Regions from separate parts of the Mus musculus genome. Here region 2 is linked to region 1. Evidence: chromatin contacts called from public HiChIP or PLAC-seq data. All regions are on one chromosome and are shown on one strand. The core of a region is the stretch at or near the end of the contact, and the rest is flanking DNA. Distances in the headings are between cores, read along the strand shown.

Evidence for each region. HiChIP or PLAC-seq counts read pairs in DNA pulled down with a chosen protein or histone mark.
Region 2: an H3K27ac HiChIP or PLAC-seq map of T-cell acute lymphoblastic leukemia shows a contact between it and region 1, with 9 times the contacts expected there. The contact joins two enhancer-like sites. A contact is called at or near these places in 11 of 39 promoter capture datasets (3T3-L1-derived adipocytes, the HPC-7 cell line, cranial neural crest and 7 more), 2 of 115 datasets of contacts at active chromatin or transcription factors (T-cell acute lymphoblastic leukemia and pancreatic cancer cells) and 2 of 9 other capture datasets (liver and macrophages).

What each region holds. Positions count from the first base shown.
Region 1 is chr15:37,418,479-37,421,149 of GRCm38.p6, reverse strand. The region is part of intron 1 of Ncald (neurocalcin delta); the gene reads left to right. Gm15941 (predicted gene 15941) reads left to right here. Exons shown (of 3, transcript NR_045283.1): 3 at 1-17. It also overlaps the pseudogene Gm8668. Among named protein-coding and RNA genes, the nearest start is that of 4930447A16Rik, 5.7 kb to the left of the region's middle. Within about 2 kb of position 1,344, at least 45 of the 459 cell types and tissues checked have an H3K27ac peak or open chromatin away from gene starts, as enhancers often do. A contact at or near this core is called in T-cell acute lymphoblastic leukemia, where this site is marked.
Region 2 is chr15:37,884,019-37,886,689 of GRCm38.p6, reverse strand. No RefSeq gene overlaps it. Among named protein-coding and RNA genes, the nearest start is that of Gm35019, 23 kb to the left of the region's middle. Within about 2 kb of position 1,364, at least 18 of the 459 cell types and tissues checked have an H3K27ac peak or open chromatin away from gene starts, as enhancers often do. A contact at or near this core is called in T-cell acute lymphoblastic leukemia, where this site is marked.

The DNA.
Region 1 (2,671 bases), core at 95-2,594:
TAAATTAATGTGTATGTAACACTGGTTTTTTTTTTTTTTTTTTTTTTTTTTCTCTGTGTAGCCCTGGCTGTCCTGGAACTCACTTTGTAGACCAGACTGGCCTCGAACTCAGAAATCCACCTGCCTCTGCTTCCCGAGTGCTGGGATTAAAGGCATGGGCTACCACGCCTGGCTTGCAACACTGTTTCTTAACTGGTGCTTTGTTGGCGTCTGGTCAGTAGTGATAAGTTAGGCAGCCAACCAGAGCCTACAAGTGGGGGGCAAAGGTGGCATTTTGATTGTTTAGTAAGTGATGCTTTTGTCACTGTCTCCTTGTGAGGTGGTAAAGCAATTCAGATAGTCTGGGCACTCTCATCATGCCACTTAAGTATGGGACCCCTGCGCACGGTACCTATGCATGAATATTCTCTATGAATCCTACAGTTCACCAGCCAATAATAAAATCATAGCACTTTAAATCATTACATGGTTAAAAAAAAAAGCATAAACTCATTAAAACATTAAATCCTTAAAATTATGATTTTGGTAAATCTGATTTTTTTTTCACTTCTTTTTTTATAAGCCAGCAATAGGGTGACCAGGCTTCCCTTGAGCTTAAAAAGGCTTAAACTCTAGCCTTTGGGGTGTTTTCTAAAATAACCATGTCTTCTTTAATCACAGGTGGGAAGGGCTGAGCGGATGGTGGCCAGTGGTTCAGAGGTTCAGGTAGGCGCTTGCCTGTGGTTCCATGTGGAACCAGCACACCCCCAAGGCTCTGCGCAGAAGAGCAACCCTGGCAAACAGAAGGGAGAGGCAGTCACAAGTCTCAAAAACGGCACCCCCAGCCCGCACTCCCCGGCCAAGAGTTCTCTCTCACCACAGAAGGCCAGGAAGGAGCCCAGCTGGCACTTCAGGGATATCAGCAGCCATTATTCTCCTGTCTCCTCTCTCGTTGCTCAGGCTCATCCACAGACCTGTGTCCAGTGGCATCACTCACAGATATCCACCCTTTCCTCCCAAGTGTTGGACTGTAAAAGCCTAAAAGCATGCACCACCGGGACCCAGCCCCCGAATGAACTGTCAATTACATGATGTGAAGCTATGATTTTCTTTGAAAACAAGAGTTATTTAAGATATCTCCATTTCTAGGAGCTAACTACTGTTCTGCTCAGGACTAGGGTTAGGATGCACCTCTGCAGACGTAGAGTGGGTTCCGATTCAGGACTAGTAGAGCAAGCCTCAGCTCCCACCCTGACTCCTCTGAGTCTTACACAGGCTGGAGATTTGTCAAGGATGATGAAAGCTGATAGAAACAGAAGGGAGCCCTCAGAGGAGCAGTGGCCAGGGGCTGAGCCCTCTGTGGTCCTACACTCCCAAGCTCCACAGGCCTTCCTTCCAGTCAATGCTGCATTGTATGGCTGTAAGCACTGTCTGCTCCTCTTGGATGACAAGCTGGAGATTACTAGGGACTTGAAGTCAGCCTAGTAGTTTATGGGTAAAGATAACTAACTGTAGGATGTACCAAATATTTCTCATCCTTTGAAAGTTTAGCTATGATAGAAAGGCGTGTCAGAGGAGCAGTTCATCGAGACAAATGAGGTTAAGTGAAAGGCTTCTCTTGGAAACAAAGATCCTGGGATACTTTTCTGAGAGGACAAAGGCTGGAGAAATGTGATTTTTCTTTCTTTCTTGCCTCTTGGTATTTCTGAATTCTGTGTTTTCCAGCAGAGACCAAAATCCACACTGGATGAGGTTCCCTTTCTGAGCTTTGGCTGCTTGGTTGTAACACGAGATAACTAGTTCAGAGACTAGTTAGCTAAGGGAGGTTAGCTGAGAGGGGGGTGTGAAGATATGTGGTAGTCACAAAGGATTACAATAGATGCTTGGTTTTCAAGCGTTTCTTTATATGTGCCACGGTGCTCCATAGGGATCGAAGTGGGAACTTAGAGTCCCCTGAGACTGGAGTCCAACTCTCTGTCCCCAATTCATAATCTCTGCCCAATCTTGAAGAAATGATGTGATTTCCCTAAGCCTCGGTGCCCTTGTCTGCGGAGTGAGGCGAGCTATTCTTTCCTTGTGAGGTTGTTATGGGGATCAAATGACATGTTGTACAGGAAACAGTGAGCAGGTGCCAGGACCGTGAACGGTGGTGAAGTGAAAGTGACAGGCTTGGTGACTGTGGTAAGAGCAGCTAATGATGTAAGACTAGGCCCATCAACTTCCCTCTGCTCAGTCCCTCTCCTGCTCCTGCAGAGTCCCTTCTCCTGAGCCACCCTCCTGTCCACTTCCTTTTGTGTGACCCACTGGAACTCATTGGGGTTATGTACATAAGCAGGGAGACTATTTACTAGATTATGAGCAGCTTGTCATTGTCTACACCACTAAAGATGACACTCTCCCCACTGAGCAGCCATTAACTGCTAATAGCTCTTCAGGGAGCAGAGAGGCCTCGGGAGCTCTGCCCCATCACGAATAGACTGTTGATGGGGCCTGGCTTTTTGTAGTGTAGGTTCTGGGGCTTAAACTCACATCCTTAAGCTTGTAAGGCAAGTACTTTAATGACAAAGCCATCTCCCAGCCCCTAATGTTATATTTTCAAAGAAATCCTTGCAGAGTTTGTATGAAACTGCGAGTTAAAAAACAGAAAGCATCGGCCGTCTCTCCTTACCTACCTAGTCTCAGCTACCAGGTT
Region 2 (2,671 bases), core at 115-2,614, 470 kb before region 1:
AAGGAACATTAAAAAGCTACTTTGAGGGGCTGTCCAGATAACTCAGCAGTTAAGAGCACTGACTGTTTTTCCAGAGATCCTGAGTTCAATTCCCAGCAACCATATGGTGGCCCACAAACATCTGTAATGGACCCTCTTCTAGTGTGTCTGAAGACAGCTACAGTGTATCGTGTGTGTGTGTGTGTGTGTGTGTGTGTGTGTGTGTGTATGTGTGTGTGTGTAGTATTTTTTAAAAACTTACTTTAAAATGTGTTTTGTGAATTTATCTCTATTTGGAGTCTGGTCGCAAGGTAAACTGTCTTTCTCAGCTGAGTCTCAGGGTAAAGAAGACCTGGTTATTATGTATGAAGGAAACTGAGCAGGCAGTTCGTGCCTTGGGGAAGTGGCTAGTATGCTTGCTGCTGTTAAAGCTACAGATCTCAAACCATCAGAGATCTGAGAAAGATAAACTATAGCTGGAAGTATAATCTAACTGGCCTATGAATCAATTAAAACAACTGAGACCCATTACCTAGGTTACCGTAGGCTCTGGTGATTTCCACAGTTTTTCTGGGGGCAGTGGTTGTAGGTCTTCAGCTGTCATACAGGACAGCATTTAATCTTCAGGTGACTACAGAACAGCATTGGCCTATGGCTGTCAGACCCAGGTCTTTTTCCTATAGAGAGATTTTTCCTATAGAGGAACTTGGAGAAATTGACTTGACATTGACCAGGTAGAGTAGGGCAATCAACCCAAAAATATCCACAGTTTGGGCAGAGTCCTGGTGGCAGGTGAAGTGTGAGCCAATGGTTAGTGTTACCATAATCCAGGTAGAGTCATTGCGCCCAATATGTCTTCCTTAGAGACCATGGGATTCCCATTAGGAAGGGGCCTGTCTATTATGGAAAACTTGAACATCTTAAATGCCATGTGCAGCAGATCTCTAAAGAGTCTGAGGGCTGTTATTTTTTTCATAACATGTCCATCTACAATAGCCTCCCCTGGGTGTGGGGGCAAGAAGGAAGAGTTAATAAAGGAAGCATATCCATTTATTTTTGTCTTTTTAAGTAAAGAAATGTAGTTCAGATTAAACTCTAAGCAAAATGGCCAAACAGAGAACTGATATGACCTGGCGTTTGGATGGAATGAAGCCTATAGTGTGCCCTGACACTTGTGGACCGTTGCGTTAATCACTTGTCCATCAATGTGACAAAATTCCCAGGCAAAGTCAACTTAAAGGAGGGAAGATTGAACTCTGCTCATGGCTTTGGAAAGGTTTGGTCAATGGTTGCATGGCTGGCTGCTGTGGGCTTATGTTAAGGCAGAGCAGCGTGAGAAGGAGTTTGTGGTGGAACAAAGCCTCATTGGCAGCCAAGATCAAACCTCAGCCTTCAACGGTACATCCCCAGTGACCACTTCCTCCAGCTGTTAAGGAAGGCTTTTCTTCAACAGTCTGTGGAACTATGAACTCTGCTCTACAAAGTCTTACAGCAGCCTTGTAAGTCAGGCATTAGTATTCTACTGAGTATAAATGAAGATCCATCCCTGAGGTTCAGGGATGTTGAAAAAGTTGTCCAGAGTCACATAGCAAGTAGCAGGTGTCTGTTTGAAGGCACATACTTAACTTGAGCCTCATTATCCCACTGGCTAAGTTAGAACCCCATGGTCCAATCACTTCTTAATGGCCCCACCTCTGAACGTTGTTACTGGGGACATTTCATATTCAAACTATAATACTTCAGTCTTATAGCAACTGAGTCAAAATAACCAGGAAAAACTCATTCCTCTTTCAGGAAATGTACCTATGAGTTCTAATTAGTCATGTGATGTCATTTACTAGTTGTCTTAGCTGAGATTTCTATTGCTGTGATGAAACACCATGACCTAAAGAAAAAGGGAAAGAAAGGGCTTATTTAGCTTATTCCTGCACATCACTGTTCATCACTAATGGAAGTCAGAACAGGAACTCAAACAGGGCGGGAATTTGAAGGCAGGAGCTGATGCTGCTTACTGGCTTGCTTCCCCTGGCTTGCTCAGCCTGCTTTCTTATAGACTCAGGAACACCAGTGCTGGGATGGCCCTACCCTCCATGGGCTGAGCTCTCCCCATGAGTCACTAATTAAGAAAATGCCCTGTTGGCTTGCCTACATCCTGGTCTGATGGAGGCATTTTCTCAGTTGACTTCCTCCTCCCAGATAACTAGTTTGTGTCAGGTTAACATAAAAGTTAGGAAGGACACCAACCCATATTTTCTATTTTGTTGGGCTAGTAAACTCCGGATCACTATGATTAAGTCCCTGCCACTACACATTTCTGACCACCAGTCCCTCAAAAACCAAAAACCAAAAACCAAAGACCAACAACCAAAAACCAAAAAACAACAGAACTATACTTTGTGCTTCATCATCTGAGTATGCAAATGAAACACTTTGGGAGCAATTTGATTTAGAAGCAACATTTTTGGATGGATGTAAATTTATCTTTTCTCTTGAGAGAACCCTACAAAGTTACAAAGTTTGGCAAATTTATCCAAGAAGGAAATACAAAATGATTTTGGAGGCAGTTTCCCTGTGGCATCGTTATTAGGGAGCAGATGCCTTATCTGCCTAAATGAGGACAAAGAATGCTTCCAGTTAATGAGACCACAGATTCCAGACACTTCTCAGTGAGAATGCAAACAGTTTGATTATG